5 separate regions of the Mus musculus genome follow, and regions 1, 3, 4 and 5 are each linked to region 2. A link is a contact called in public Hi-C, HiChIP or PLAC-seq and promoter capture Hi-C data. All regions are on one chromosome and are shown on one strand. The core of a region is the stretch at or near the end of the contact, and the rest is flanking DNA. Distances in the headings are between cores, read along the strand shown.

Region 1 (2,700 bases), core at 37-2,536, 220 kb before region 2:
GAGAGGCTCTACTCAGCAGTAGACAGAAATAGATGCAGATACCCCCAACCAAACATAAGGTGGAGTTGGGTGACACTCATAAAAGAATTAGTGGTATGGATTGAAGACCCAGAAATAGATGGGAACCCCACAGGAAGACCAACAGAGTCAATAAACCTGGACCCCTGGGAGCTCCCAGAGACTAAATCACTAACCAAAGAACACACACAGGCTGAAATGACCACAGGGCACATCAGTAGGAGAGGATGCAAAGTCTTGATACACCACGGTGGAGGGATACCAAGGGAGGTGTCCCACTTTCTCAAAGGAGAAGGTGAGAGAGATGGTGAGAGGGACTTGATGACCCAGACAGGGAGCAGCATTTATGATGTTAATTAATTAATTAATTGATTAATTAATCTATTTTAAAATGCATGTATATATGTGATGCAGGATAAACATGATACAGGATACTTTTCTTGCTTCATTTATTCAATTCTTTTAACTCTGATTGTAGTCATATTTTTATTCAGTTGTTTGGAGACAGGGTATCCCAGGCTGGCCTCAAATTTGCCATCCTCCTGCCTTGGCCTCCTACATCCTGAGATTACAGACATATGTTAACATACTTTGGCAAAACACTAGTTTTGAAAATTAAGGAAAATGACAAAAAATGATAGAGAGACAAACAGACATAGAGGGGGAGCGGGGGAGGGAAAGGGAGAGGGAGAGAGAGGGGGGAGAGAGAGAGAGAGAGAGAGAGAGAGAGAGAGAGAGAGAGAGAGAGAGAGAGAGAGAGAGAGAGAACCCAACTTGTCCAGATTTTTCTTATTAGGCAAACTACCACCTCTCTCACTTTAGTCTCCTAATTTGCTCAACTTCCCACGTAATCTTTTTGGAATAATTGGGATGGCTTATGTGATATCAGTAGACCTCCTAATTGAATGTCAAGGAAGGCAGTTCCTTTTGACAAGGGGACCTCCAGCTTCATTGAGAAGCATTCAATTAGATGGAAAACAGATGCTTATTTTTGTCTTATAAATCTCAGTGCAGGTTATGTGGTAATTACTTGAAGAGCAGGATAACAATTTATATAATCAGCAGGACCCTATAATTACTAATGCATAATTTCTAAACAGCATTTAGCAAAATGAGACCCATACATACACTTTGTAATGGAAAAGATGTGTTTGACACCACACTAAATTAAATTTAAAATTTGCATATTTTCTTCCAGGAAACACACTAGCTTCATCTGCTCTATTTTGCTTGACTAATCTCTGCCTGCTTCCAGCTTCACTGAAGGATCATGGCAGCTGTGAGTGCTGTAACTGGGGGGGATAAGAAACAAGAACAAAGCAAGGCTCACTCTCTACTCTAGAATGTACATCCCAAGAGAAGGCCAGGAAAGCTGCACCCTGGCAATTTCTGTCCATGAAGAATCTGACATGAGGTTACAAACAATTTAAAATGCAAGTGTTAGTAGGAAACATTAAAATTATTCGCACTGATTTCTTTATTATTTGTGGGAAAAAACTGAGCCCTGTAAAATGGCATGACTTGTGCAACAATCAGCCCCAGACAGTAGGAGAGGAAAACGCCCATTCAGTCTCAGATGGTAAATCCATTCTCTTACACACGGCTCATAGAGCCAGCTCGACAAACCACACAACAACCACAGGGAAAGGGAATACTTTCCTGAAAAGTATTTTAAAATTTACACATATATTTACATTGCAGCTCAAACGCTATAGAAATGGATTGGAATTCATTGTCACAATGAATCTCCATATATTTTAACTGAGCTAAGCATTGGCTATTTCATTCTGTCCCTGAACGATCACTAATGAAACCATATCTACTATTGAATCCTTACCTACAATTCCTGATGTCAGGATAAGAGGGTTGCCAGTGTCTTCTTCAAAGCTCTGGACCTAAGATGTCAAAATACATCAATTTCACTAGAAATATTTTCATGACACATTCACTTTATTTAACCAATAAGCAATAATTATCAACTGATAACCGTGCAGAGGAATAAACATAAATTGATGGGGATAGATAATGGACTTCTGGGAAAAGGAGGAGGAGGAGATGGAGGAGAGAAGGAGGCATGAGATGTCCACAAAAAAGACTCAGCGAATTAAAAGAGTTTATGGGAGGGGAGGGTCACTTCTGGATGAGAGGATCAAGGCTTCTTCTTTTTGGAAGTTGTGAATTAGAACTCCTTTTGCTATTGAAGAATATTAAATATATGTGAGAAAGCTAGTATTGCTTGAAAAGCTTATGCACAGTAATTTGAGATAATGTAGCTGCTACATATTCACACACACACACACACACACACACAAGATTAATTCTATATTGAGGGAGCAGAGTTTATTTTTGAAATATTTTGGAGAGTAATAAATAATATTCTATGAATGATGACCAAGCTATTGCTAAAACAAAGCAGCAACTATCACCTTTAGACAGTAACACTGCTTACTGTAGAAGTGTGTCACCATATAGAGCTTCATATAGTGAAAATACTGTTGACATTTTGGACTATTTCTTTATAGGATTTAGGTTTAGCTCACTTTTTAGGATATAGTCATGAAGTCAAAGTTTTCACTTGAGGATTCAGAAGCAGTCTCTTATACTGAGAGCTGATTAGATGCACTTCCCCAGCATTCCTTTTGCTGGTTTCAGTAGATCAAACCAATGTGCTTTATCACATTT
Region 2 (2,765 bases), core at 218-2,717:
CTTTTCCCTAGCATCTTTCTTTTGGTCAACCCTCGATCTTTTCTACAACCTTTCAGGAAAGGTCAGGCAAACTTTTTTAAGGGGATAGACCTGAGTAGGGTAAAAGGAGCAGAATTGAACCTGGGTGCCAGTTTGGTTGAATCCAAAGTGTATTAAAGCGGCCGAATTCTAAATCTTTCAAAGGTGGGATTTATAAGGGAAGTGCTAACACGACCTCAACCATGCCAGGCTGCCAGGAATTATACTGGGACCAAGAGCATGCTTTTCCACATTAGAGCCAGAGATTGTGCAACTGTCAAACAATGCGGCTTGTCTTTATTTGTTTGTTTGTTTCACTTTTTCAAAAGTTCACATTTTGCCATTTTCTGGTGTGCCTAAAATTCCATGTCCGTTCGGGAAGGAGATGTCTCAGAGGAGGAGAGGAGTGGAGAGAGAGGGCCCCTAGCTTTACATCCTGTTTCATTAGAAGGGCTTTGCCAGCTCTGCTTAACTGCTTCTGCCCTGCTTCGTTAAAAAGGCACCAGGAGGGGGAACGAGGGAAAAGGAGAAATAGAACAGAACACTGATGTTAAAACAATAAGATACTTAAGTGAATCTGGGTCTAGAGAAAACAATGTAGCAAGGATAAAATTAGTAGGGCAGAGAAAAAAAATAATGAAAGCTCCAAAAATTAAGGAAATTAAACCTTTGGTTTAAAAGAATAAATAAAATGTGCTGCTGCCACATGTCAAGGGGAGAAAAACAGCAGATTGAAGCGATGGTTTTCCTGTTTATTGTGTCTGAAAGGAGAAAGCACAAGCAGGTTAAACACCAGGAGATCAGGGAGAGGAACTGAGAGGAGTTAGTGGCTCAGCGGTGAGCAAAATCTAACCAAAGACTCACTTTAGCTCTACAATTGGTCTGTGTGCAGTTCTGTCTGCATACACTCCCTCTGAAAAGTTGCGGAAAAGACAGCAGCAAGTGTAAGGGAGCATTTGAAGATGTCTTTCACAGACCCCAGATGGATAAACTGATCTTTTATTCTGAAATCCTGAGAAGCAAAGAAGTCGGGAGTAGAAAAATACACAGGCACACACCCACAAGTTACATGCCGTAAAGCAAAACAGGGAAATAAGAAGCCCTTTGCTGACCCCTTTGTCGACCTTAATCTTGGTTTCCTTCAGTATCCAACCCCAGCTTCTAGTTCCCACACAAGGCTCTCCTTCCCTGGTACCCAGATGCACCAGGAGGAGCTGGTGATCCTTGCAAAACAACAACCCCACAAACAACAAAAACCTCTCTCACTCACACAAAAGCCCACCTTGCAAATGAATGGAATATTAACGACTGCCTAACAGTTGCACCATTGGCAGGGCGAAACACATCACTAACACAGCTCTTTCTACAGATTGCCAGTGAGACCCGAGCAGCTAGAAGAGAAACACACCTACTGTATGTAAAAGGCTGGTGCAGATTTTTTCCCTATCAGTCTAACCTCCTGTGTTGATGCATGAATGCTGGTACCCACTTACAGGGATGCCAGATGATCAGTGCAGAATGAAGGTCCCAAGAGAGGATCACATGGCTCTCTCTGCCCTGTGACGTCACTAGCAGATGGCATGGGTACCAGCTCTGGCAGTTGGCATCAATGTCACTTTTTAGAGATCAATGAGATAGTGCAGATACACACAGATCTAGAGGCTCCAGGAGACGATGCGACACTCAGCCTGAAAAGATTTGGAAGATCCAAAATGAAAACTGATTATTGAATGAAATTAAAACCTAAGGTAATATAAATAAAGATCTACTCAATTGATGCTGGCTTTGCATGCAAGTATTTAAAGATACAGTATCACTGTCTTAGAGTATTTCTATGTTCTTTGCCATCTATAAGTTCTTATCATATTTCATTCTTATGATATAATTATCACATACTTTCATTACTATTATGTAACATTGCAAATATGTGTATATTTTGTGTGTGTGTGTGTGTGTGTGTGTGTGTGTGTGTGTGTGTGTGTATGTGTAGTGAGGGGCTGGAGATTGTTAAATTAAAAGTCTCTGTTTTAATGTGCCTATTTGGTTGAAGACTTTAGATGAAAAATATTTGCTGCTTTACCCAACAAAAACAAAAAAAAATGCATTTTAAACACAAATTATTTTCCCCTTTCATTTGGGATTCTGAACACACGTGCACAATTGCAGCCAGAATCCGTGGACCGTCCCTGTCCGATATTAGCTAGAGGGAGACTTCCGTGGCTCTTAGAACAAAAACACTAGGAGCGGAACAGCAGTAAACAGACAATTACATTGAGGGAATTCTTAGATGTTAAAGCAGTCGCAACATTTGCTTTGATTTAAAAAAAAAATGCCAGTAATGTTTGTGAGTTTTTTTCCCATTTGTTTATAGTTTTATTTTCGAATGACTCTACTCCCCTTTCCTTTCCTCGAGGCTGGGAGGGCAGCACTCTCTTGCATAGTTCTTCACTCATCAGGAAAAAAAATCAATTTTAAATTTGATCTGATTGATCTTTTCTTTAAATCTGCATGTTCTACAGTCACTTATCTAAATTCCCAGTTTGAGGTTAACAGAAAATAAAGTTGGGGAATATTTTTTTCTAACAAAACCCCCTCCGTTTGTTAGCTTAAGGGAGAGAGAACACTTTTCGTTTTAAACATTGGTTTCTTTTCTATTTTGTTCTCGGGGGAATTAGAATTAATGAAGGTCTGCATTATTGTGTCCTGCTTTTATTTGCTTTAACTCCACTCCATGTGTATTAAAAATC
Region 3 (2,700 bases), core at 148-2,647, 200 kb before region 2:
AAAAACAAGTTCCTGAAAGTTAGCAGGCACATTCTTGGAACGTGTTGGGGGCCAGGCTTGCTCACAGTGGGGTTTCCAGATACACAAGGAAACCTTACACCTTCAGCACCAGCTAGGGGGAGAGCTTTCTGGTCCTGCAACCACATGCTGTGAGGCACCATCACCAGTTAGAAGACAGTTGCTCCCTTACCTCAATTTCAGCATCATGACAGTACACGTGCAGCTACTCAAGTGCTTTCCTAGACTCCTGATACTTTTCTCAATACTTCTGGAAATGACCCAACAATCTGGCTCTGCCAGTGCGTTCAGACACAGAACCCTTTGAGCTGCCAAGCTGAGAGTCTGAAGAAAATTTAGCACAGGACACCTGATAAGACTTTTAAAAGTAAGCCTGATTTTAAAAAAATGTTAAAAGGTTATTACAATTATTAGGCTCACTCACTGATTTCTAGTCCACATTCCCCACCTCTCTCCGCCCCGGGAGGCCAGTTTCTGTTCTCATAGTGCTTCTGTGATGATGTCTTGAATCTGCAGAAGCAGCAGCTGGCCTCCCAGCACATGGACCACTTGTAGAGAGTCTTGCCTAGAGCACCAAGAGAGAAACTGTTCCTTGGTTTTTGTTGTTGTTTTCTGATTTGTAAGATAAACTTCCTGGATGCCACGGTCGGGCTTGTCAAGGTCAAGAAGGCTTCTCTGGCCTGGTACCAAGATGAGCCTGAAGGAGAGGCACAAGCTGGTGGCTCATGGGGTGCCAGTTCTCACAGGGATTGGAACTCCAAGACTTTCCTTAAAACTTGGAAGTGGCTGCAGCGCTTGCCCAGGTGTCTTTAGGGTAGCAATCTGTTGACGGCAGCCTACACTCCAATTTTCTTGTCTTTATGTTGCCTGCTTCATTAGTGATTATCTGCATGGATCCTTGAAGCATTTGCTACCTCGAATGAGAACAAGAATCTGAAGCATGGGGAACACCACAGCAGGAAGGAAACCCTCCCCTATTATCCTAGATGTCCTGAAACTTCGGTAGGCATCAGGCTTAAGGTTGTATGTGCAATAGGTGGAACATACCTGCATCTATGATGCTATGCCACACCCTGGTAGCTGGGCAGTTTCAGTGCTACACTCCATCTTGTTTGGCTTTCATGCTTTCTCTACCATTTTCCCCCTCCAGGACCCCTCCTTTGATTTATAATACTAGCTGGAAGCCTTTGGAGAAGGTGAAACAAAGGTCAGCGAATTCCTGCTAGCCAAGGTTCCCATTAAAGTGAGAACAAAAGTCTGTTGATTTCATTCTCGTCTGTGGTTAAAATTCCAATTCTGCTTCCTTCTAGATATAATCTCTAGCCATCCGCCCTACTGTTAGGTGGACTTGTGCCATCTGAAGCAGCAGATACCGCACTTAACCCTGCACAATGTATTACTGAAGAAGATGCAGTCAGATCTGCAGAAGGCACTAATTAGCACCTTTGTTGGCTTAGAAAGCATTTTTTATTTTGGTTTTCCTAAGCATTTCTGACTGATTCATGGAAGACATTTGGTTCTTTGGAATATCGTCCAATAGACTAATCAAATTACAGTTCTGCAATGCTCTAAAATAATAACATTCTGTAGCTTTCTGCAAATTTAACTCTTGCCTGACCAGGACACTTTGTAGGGGTAATCCACAGTGTGTTAGCTTTGTATGGATAATTATTAACCCATGTTCTTACCCCAAACAGACTCTTACATATTGGCTAACACTTGCATTCAACATCTTAAAGCTATTTGGAATCATATTCTCATTCCTTATAGCCATTTATTTCTTTTCCTCCCATTTCAAACTTGACACGAGTGGAAGCCCTTGCTGCAAGCCTAAGTCTGTAATAGCTTCTGCTCAAGATGTAACAGCCATTCCCATAGCCAGGAACATCTGTTTCCTCGTTGTAGTAAGGTCATAGGTCACTCCAGTAGAGATGCTCGTCAAAAGTTGCTCAGGACTCTCTTCTAAGGAAAGACATGACATTAAAATCTTATTGATCGCAGACCTCAGTTACAATTACCCATTTGAAAGGAGACCGTAGATGGTGTTCCTATGCCAAGCCCATCCTGAGACTGCATGTGATTCTTCCTCTCTGGAATTTCAGAAATCTATCATCTGAGTACATCTTATTTAAAACAAAAATTTCTGTCTCCCTCACTGCACAAAACATTTCCTCAAAATGATCTCCTTCCATATGTGTTCCTGCATACATTTAACTTTCTTTCATCTCTTTGTCTTGTTCAAACTCCTTACTTTCATTACATTGAATGTTCTTGCTTTGCCTCACTGTTTTCTTAATTTTTCATTGACTAGGTCTAGTCTTCTGAGAAAACTTTCTAACCTGATAGCATCATCCTTGTGTTTATTACGACTCTTGTCTGACTAGTTTTAGGCCACTGAATTTACAGATGATCTGTACCCTGGTTAGGATTTCCATTTGCTCTAACAATTGGAGGCAGTATCAGCCAAGGGCTACCCGGTAGGACCCAGGACGGATCTAACTTCTTCTTCTTCTTCTTCTTCTTCTTCTTCTTCTTCTTCTTCTTCTTCTTCTTCTTCTTCTTCTTCTTCTTCTTCTTCTTCTTCTTCTTTACAGAAAAAGTACATCTCCATGCAGAAGCCTGGAGGAACCGCTCAGAGGATATGGAATTTGAGAAGGCCTCAGAGAATGGCAAGAGGCCATC
Region 4 (2,700 bases), core at 197-2,696, 240 kb before region 2:
GGGGAACAGAGTTTGTAGCAGAGGTGGTAGAAGAGACAATGGCTAAGCTGAGATCTTGAGGGACAAATGACTTTAGATCTTTGGCAAAGTAGATCAGAAGTGGATCCCATTCAAAGGGAAGAGCACAGCCTCAGAGACATAAGAGTAAGGCCTTGGGAAGGGGGTACTTAGTAACCTTAAAACACAGGCAAGCAAGTGGAGAGAAAGCGGGTCTACGGAGGGATGCTGAGATCAGAACAAGAGGAACCTTGAACTAAGTCCTAAGGAGGTTCACATTATTTATATAGATGGCTTAGGGACATTCATCATCATTGAGGAAATAAAAGCCTCTAGAACAAGAGTAGGGTATTATATCTACAGAACTTAGCATCAGGCAACTGCCCTTTTCACCCCATGGTGGGTAATACCATGCTATCTGAACACATTCAGTCAATTAAGAATACTGACTACAGGCTGCAAAATATCCCCATCATGCCAAAATGTCTGTGGAGTGGGTGGGGAGGGGGAAGAAGGTGTGATAATTAAAAGAATTGTTACTTGCAATGTCACAGGAGCCGACGTGTTAACTCCACATGCTGGGAAGCTAGAATGCTCCCAGCTGCCATGGGGAGGGAGGATTTTGATCCCTGGCACCACTCATTGGGACAAGATGAATCACAAATGTGTTAATAGTGAGGTTCCATGTCATAATGTGCCAGATGGAGGTGGTTACATCTCTGATTGATTGCCTCCTGGCCAAGACAGGGGTTTTCCAGAAGGCGAATGTCTCCAAATTGGCATCCAAGCTCTAGGGATCAGCAGGTCTTTATTATGGTCAACAAGGACCTGACATTCTCTACTTTATGAAGTGTGGCTGCCCCCAAGATATGGGCAGCCAGAACCAGTGTCTGGATAAAGAAAGATGTGTTGAAGGTGTGATTGACAACAGAAACAGGTTTGGGCTGGGCAGTGCTTGTGTAGTTAAGCATGGTTGTTAGCCAATCTGGATGCATTGGAAATGCGAGGATGAGAGTGGGGGTGGGGTGGGAAGAGGCAGTACAAGTCCTGCTTATGAACAAAATAAATTAGAGGGAGAGAGAGGAGGGAGTGAGGGAAGGTTGGAGGAAGGGAGGGGTGGAGAGAGAGAGAGAGGGAGAGAGAGAGAGAGAGAGAGAGAGAGAGAGAGAGAGAGAGAGAGAGAGAGAGAGAAAGAGAGAGAGAATGCTTCCAAGTCTCAGACCCCAAATCCCCACAGCAGATGAGTGTGGATGCCAGGCAGAGACCACAGGGCAGAAACGGAGCAAAGGACAGCTAGATGACCTTCCAGTTTGTTCCCTTGCACTCACTCCGACCATGACCACCCCGCCCTTTGTTGTTGCTGCTTTCCCTCTCTGTGCAAGCTTCAGACTATAAGCAGCCAACTACAAGGGCAATAACTGTGGCATCCTACTGGGAAGGAAGGCAGCCTCTCACAGTCTCTGGAGCAGGCGCTGGGTCCTAATACAGGACAGAGAATAAAGCTTCATTACAGAACAATGGAGTTAGCTGCCAGAGCCTACAGATTTGAATAAACAACAAATAAGCAACATCTGCTCCAGCATATGTGTATGGTAAAAAAAAAGTCACAAAATAAAAGAATTTGTAAATGCCAAAAGCAACACTAAACTGCCAGGGCTACTGTAGAGTGAATTTTTAATTGCACATGCAAAGAGGCAGGCTGCGGGTATTAGTCTCACATATGTCTTCTTGCTGCCAACATGGGAGTATAGATGAATTTAATTAAATAAGGATTATCCCTTCTCCCCAGTACAATTACTTATTTATAACAATGATAAAATTGCCTAATAAAATTGTAATATTTTTTAAAACAAGGCTAGAAAATACCCAGCTTTTTGTAAAAGTTGTTCAGGGCTATTTGGGTTTGAATATGTCTTTAAAATTAAGTCTATGCCTACTGCCAAGGAACAAAAAAGAGAAAGGGAGAGAAAATTAGAAAGGAAGAAAGAAAAAGAAAGGAAGAAAGGAAAGGAAAGCCACCACCACTCAACTGCAGGCGGCACCTTACCATAAAGCTTGCCACATTTAAACAAACAGAAACCGCATTATAGAGAAATATAAAGATGACAACAGATGACATGGGAATCGGCTTCTGTGGGGTGTGCAAAAATTAAGCAATTGGACTTGAATTGATGCCAGACAACTGAGCCATGGGACTGGGCCCCGACCGCTGCTCTCCATGTGTCTACTGGTCCTAATATATCTTCTGAACAGACAACTCCTTGAGATCAGTCCCTTCTTTTTGAGATGTGCTGTTGCATGGGTGCTGTTTCTCTACAAACATAGCATCTCTTAAATCAACCAAACATCAAAGGAGAGGAGCACCCCATTCCTCAGCACCCCATTCCTCTCCTCAGGGGCAGTGACATCTATACCTCAGCAATGCTCATGACCATGGAGGTTATAGTTGCTGGTGTGGGTTTAAAGCTGTCATGGGCAAAGGATGTGTAGCATGCTCTGGAAGACATGGCTGTCTTCTCAGGCTTCAGGTCTCTGTTTAATTTTTGGGTTTATTTTGTATTTTATTAGCTTTCCTGTACAAGGATTTAAAGTGGATGCTGAGGGCACCACAGGGAGCATGCTTCTCGGGTCAGTCCACAAGGCAACGGAATTTAACACGGCCAGGGCCTCTGCAGGGTTTGGCTGTGGTAGTGTGCCATCCGC
Region 5 (2,700 bases), core at 73-2,572, 160 kb before region 2:
GGCATCATTACAATGATTCTCTAAAAAGGCAAAACAAACAAGCTTTTCTCTTAATTTCTCACTCCATCTTTCATATCTTGACTGAAAAGAGTTGGGAGAAGGATGCTTTAAATTATTATTTAGCTGAAGATGATTGAATAAGAATCAATAATTATAAAGTCAGTTCCTTTTGTCTTGAATGTTCCTCTGTAATGGCAACTAAAATAGGCCCGAGCCCCCAAACCAAACCAGAAGTGACAGAGAGCCAGAGAGCCATGACTGACTTTTAAAATACCTGCCAAATGAAATTGCTCTCAACACACACACACAGTAGAACACAAGTATGTTCTACTGTTTGGTTGGAACATTTAATTTCATTAGTGTTTAACAGATGTTTCATTAATTAGCAGTCTATAACTGTTAAAGATAAAGTATCAAAATATCATTCTAAAACTTGTTATAGAGTGGCAGATTCACATAAGCATCACCAGTTTAAAGTTAGAAACTGAACTTTCATGTGGGGTGTGTGTGTGTCTGTGTGTGTGTCTGTGTGTGTGTGTCTGTGTGTGTGTGTCTGTGTGTGTGTGTCTGTGTGTGTGTCTGTGTGTGTGTGTCTGTGTGTGTGTGTCTGTGTGTGTCTCTGTGTGTGTGTGTCTGTCTCTGTGTGTGTGTTTGCCTATGTGTGTGTGTCTGTGTGTCTCTGTGTGTCTGTGTGTGTGTCTGTGTGTGTCTGTGTCTCTATGTGTGTGTGTCTCTCTCTGTGTATGTGTCTCTATGTGTCTGTGTGTCTGTGTGTCTGTGTGTCTCTGTCTGTGTGTCTCTGTGTGTCTCTATGTGTGTGTCTATTTGTCTGTGTGTCTGTGTGTGTGTGTGTCTGTGTGTCTGTGTGTGTGTGTGTCTCTGTGTGTCTGTCTGTCCTGTCTATCGCTTCTCTGACCCTTCCTCCATTTCTTCTCTTTCCCTGGAATCAGCTAGCACGCATGCTCACACCATTCACCTGCGGATTCTTAGCCCCCACAACTCCAATTAGCATTTCTCCCAGGGAGCATTTCAACACCTTCAGCCTCCACAACATTGAAATCTTCCCATTTGTGTCTAGCAACCCAATTTGGTCAATTTCACCTGCATTCCTGTGAGCCTGTTATTCAGGTTACAGCCCCAGAGTCTCCACAGTACCAGTACGTGGGAAGGCAACGGGAGAACTCAGTGTTTTCTTTCAGGCTGCCGCAAGAACATGTAGAGTACTGTGACTCACGAAGTTAGCAAACAGTCTTACCTTCCCAGGCGGAGTAGAGTTCTGGGGACAAGCAATGTTCATTCTCCAAAGCCACTGCTCACCTGGGCCCTCTAAAGCTGTTCATCAACCCCTCACAGCTGTTCACCTGAGCCACCTCCCTAGATGCTCACCAGAACCCCCTGTCTCCCCCACATCCCTATCCACCTGCCGCAAGCTCCACTCCTAGACTGTCTGAAAGACATAGACCAGGAAGCAGTAGAGCATTTGACTAATCCTGCATGATATTTTCATACTCCACGCCCATTTGTTCTAAGGAAAAACTTGTTTTCCTGAGCTGAAGGAGACACTGAAAAGAGGGGACCTGGACAACACAGCTCCCTCAGAAATGAGTCTAACTAAAGAGGTTCTGGGCATCCATGTGCCCTTAAGATCCTCTGAGCTCTACTTCATGCTGCACCGAAAGCTAGGGAAGGGGACTATTGAAGATGAGCAACTCACTCTGCTCCTTAAGGACAGTTTGTGGCATCTGGAATGCAGATCAGCAGTGAGATCTCACTGAGGAATGTTGAGGCATTCCTCCAGAGAGGGTGAATTCATTCAAGGGAAGGGGGCTTTCTGGAGAATAATGCCCTCACTGGTTCTCAGGGCATAGTACTTTCCTGAAGAGTGGGGCTGAAGGGGTTAAACTTGGCTTAGACTGCCTGGAGAATGCTGAAGGCAGAGAGCACTAAGACAGTAGAATAGGACAGTGCCTTTGGGGGAATGCCAAGGAGTCTTTGTGGTGAGAACAGAGCATGCGAAAGTAAAATAGACTGGAGAGGCCAAAGAATCAGGGAGCCTGTCTAGTGGGTTGAATTATGACTTATGACTCAGAAATCCCACGTACGAATTAGGGTAGGATGATGACCCTACATCTTATATTAATTTTTAAGTTTATGTGTGGGTAGGTATGCGTCTGTGTATCTGTATGCCATTTGTGTGCAGGGGCCCATGGGAACCAGAGAGGATGTTGGATCTTCTGGAGCTGCAGTTACAGGCAATTGGGAGTCACCCAATGTGGGTGCTGGAAACTGAGTCTGGGTGCCTGGGAAGAGTAGTAAGCTCTCTTAATCACCGAGCCCTGTCTCCAGGCTCATTCGTGTCCGAGGTTAGTAATTTTCATATAGTTATGAAAGTAAAGCTTCTAAGGGAATAGTGACGCGTGCTCCTGTTATTCTTTGTGCATAGATGGATGGGTGGTTTGGTTGATCAAAAAGCCTAACTGGGGTGACATCACTGATTAGCAACTGCCAAAATACTAGAATAGTTAGTGTCCATTAATTTAATGGACCAAAACTGTTCTTGACATATCTGACTATTCTTTTGCCAGTTAAGAAGGGTCTTCAGAACCAGTTGTTTGGCCTGGCAGCAGCAGGAACACCATCCTGTGAAAGGCATTTATGCACAAGGTCTGCTGTGGAGGACTCAGATGCAGGGATTTCCTA

What was found. Promoter capture Hi-C pulls out the DNA fragments that hold promoters and counts their contacts. Hi-C and Micro-C count contacts between places; a contact is called where the count stands out from the background. HiChIP or PLAC-seq counts read pairs in DNA pulled down with a chosen protein or histone mark.
Region 1: an H3K4me3 HiChIP or PLAC-seq map of embryonic forebrain shows a contact between it and region 2, with 4 times the contacts expected there. The contact joins the enhancer-like site here to the promoter of Neurod6 in region 2. A contact is called at or near these places in 4 of 39 promoter capture datasets (the HPC-7 cell line, embryonic stem cells, hippocampal neurons and 1 more), 3 of 115 datasets of contacts at active chromatin or transcription factors (embryonic forebrain, embryonic stem cells and forebrain) and 1 of 9 other capture datasets (pancreatic islet).
Region 3: a Hi-C map of cortical neurons shows a contact between it and region 2, with 2.3 times the contacts expected there. The contact joins the enhancer-like site here to the promoter of Neurod6 in region 2. A contact is called at or near these places in 2 of 39 promoter capture datasets (embryonic stem cells and hippocampal neurons), 2 of 484 Hi-C or Micro-C datasets (both in cortical neurons), 4 of 115 datasets of contacts at active chromatin or transcription factors (embryonic forebrain, embryonic stem cells, forebrain and 1 more) and 1 of 9 other capture datasets (adipose tissue).
Region 4: a contact with region 2 is called in an H3K4me3 HiChIP or PLAC-seq map of embryonic forebrain, with 7 times the contacts expected there. The contact joins the enhancer-like site here to the promoter of Neurod6 in region 2. A contact is called at or near these places in 10 of 39 promoter capture datasets (the HPC-7 cell line, embryonic stem cells, epiblast stem cells and 5 more), 1 of 484 Hi-C or Micro-C datasets (embryonic stem cells), 3 of 115 datasets of contacts at active chromatin or transcription factors (embryonic forebrain, embryonic stem cells and forebrain) and 1 of 9 other capture datasets (adipose tissue).
Region 5: a promoter capture Hi-C map of the HPC-7 cell line shows a contact between it and region 2. The contact joins the promoter of Itprid1 here to the promoter of Neurod6 in region 2. A contact is called at or near these places in 3 of 39 promoter capture datasets (the HPC-7 cell line, cranial neural crest and neural stem cells), 1 of 115 datasets of contacts at active chromatin or transcription factors (embryonic forebrain) and 1 of 9 other capture datasets (adipose tissue).

What each region holds. Positions count from the first base shown.
Region 1 is chr6:55,900,652-55,903,351 of GRCm38.p6, reverse strand. Itprid1 (ITPR interacting domain containing 1) reads right to left here. Exons shown (of 14, transcript NM_001081665.1): 9 at 1,856-1,913. Among named protein-coding and RNA genes, the nearest start is that of Itprid1, 65 kb to the right of the region's middle. Within about 2 kb of position 1,286, at least 8 of the 459 cell types and tissues checked have an H3K27ac peak or open chromatin away from gene starts, as enhancers often do. A contact at or near this core is called in embryonic forebrain, where this site is marked.
Region 2 is chr6:55,679,965-55,682,729 of GRCm38.p6, reverse strand. It overlaps Neurod6 (neurogenic differentiation 6), which reads left to right and starts at 1,467. Exons shown (of 2, transcript NM_009717.2): 1 at 1,467-1,766.
Region 3 is chr6:55,878,493-55,881,192 of GRCm38.p6, reverse strand. The region is part of intron 4 of Itprid1 (ITPR interacting domain containing 1); the gene reads right to left. Among named protein-coding and RNA genes, the nearest start is that of Itprid1, 43 kb to the right of the region's middle. Within about 2 kb of position 1,397, at least 4 of the 459 cell types and tissues checked have an H3K27ac peak or open chromatin away from gene starts, as enhancers often do. A contact at or near this core is called in cortical neurons, where this site is marked.
Region 4 is chr6:55,919,352-55,922,051 of GRCm38.p6, reverse strand. All of the region lies in intron 9 of Itprid1 (ITPR interacting domain containing 1), which reads right to left. Among named protein-coding and RNA genes, the nearest start is that of Itprid1, 84 kb to the right of the region's middle. Within about 2 kb of position 1,446, at least 22 of the 459 cell types and tissues checked have an H3K27ac peak or open chromatin away from gene starts, as enhancers often do. A contact at or near this core is called in embryonic forebrain, where this site is marked.
Region 5 is chr6:55,835,640-55,838,339 of GRCm38.p6, reverse strand. Itprid1 (ITPR interacting domain containing 1) reads right to left here and starts at 1,322. Exons shown (of 14, transcript NM_001081665.1): 1 at 1,256-1,322.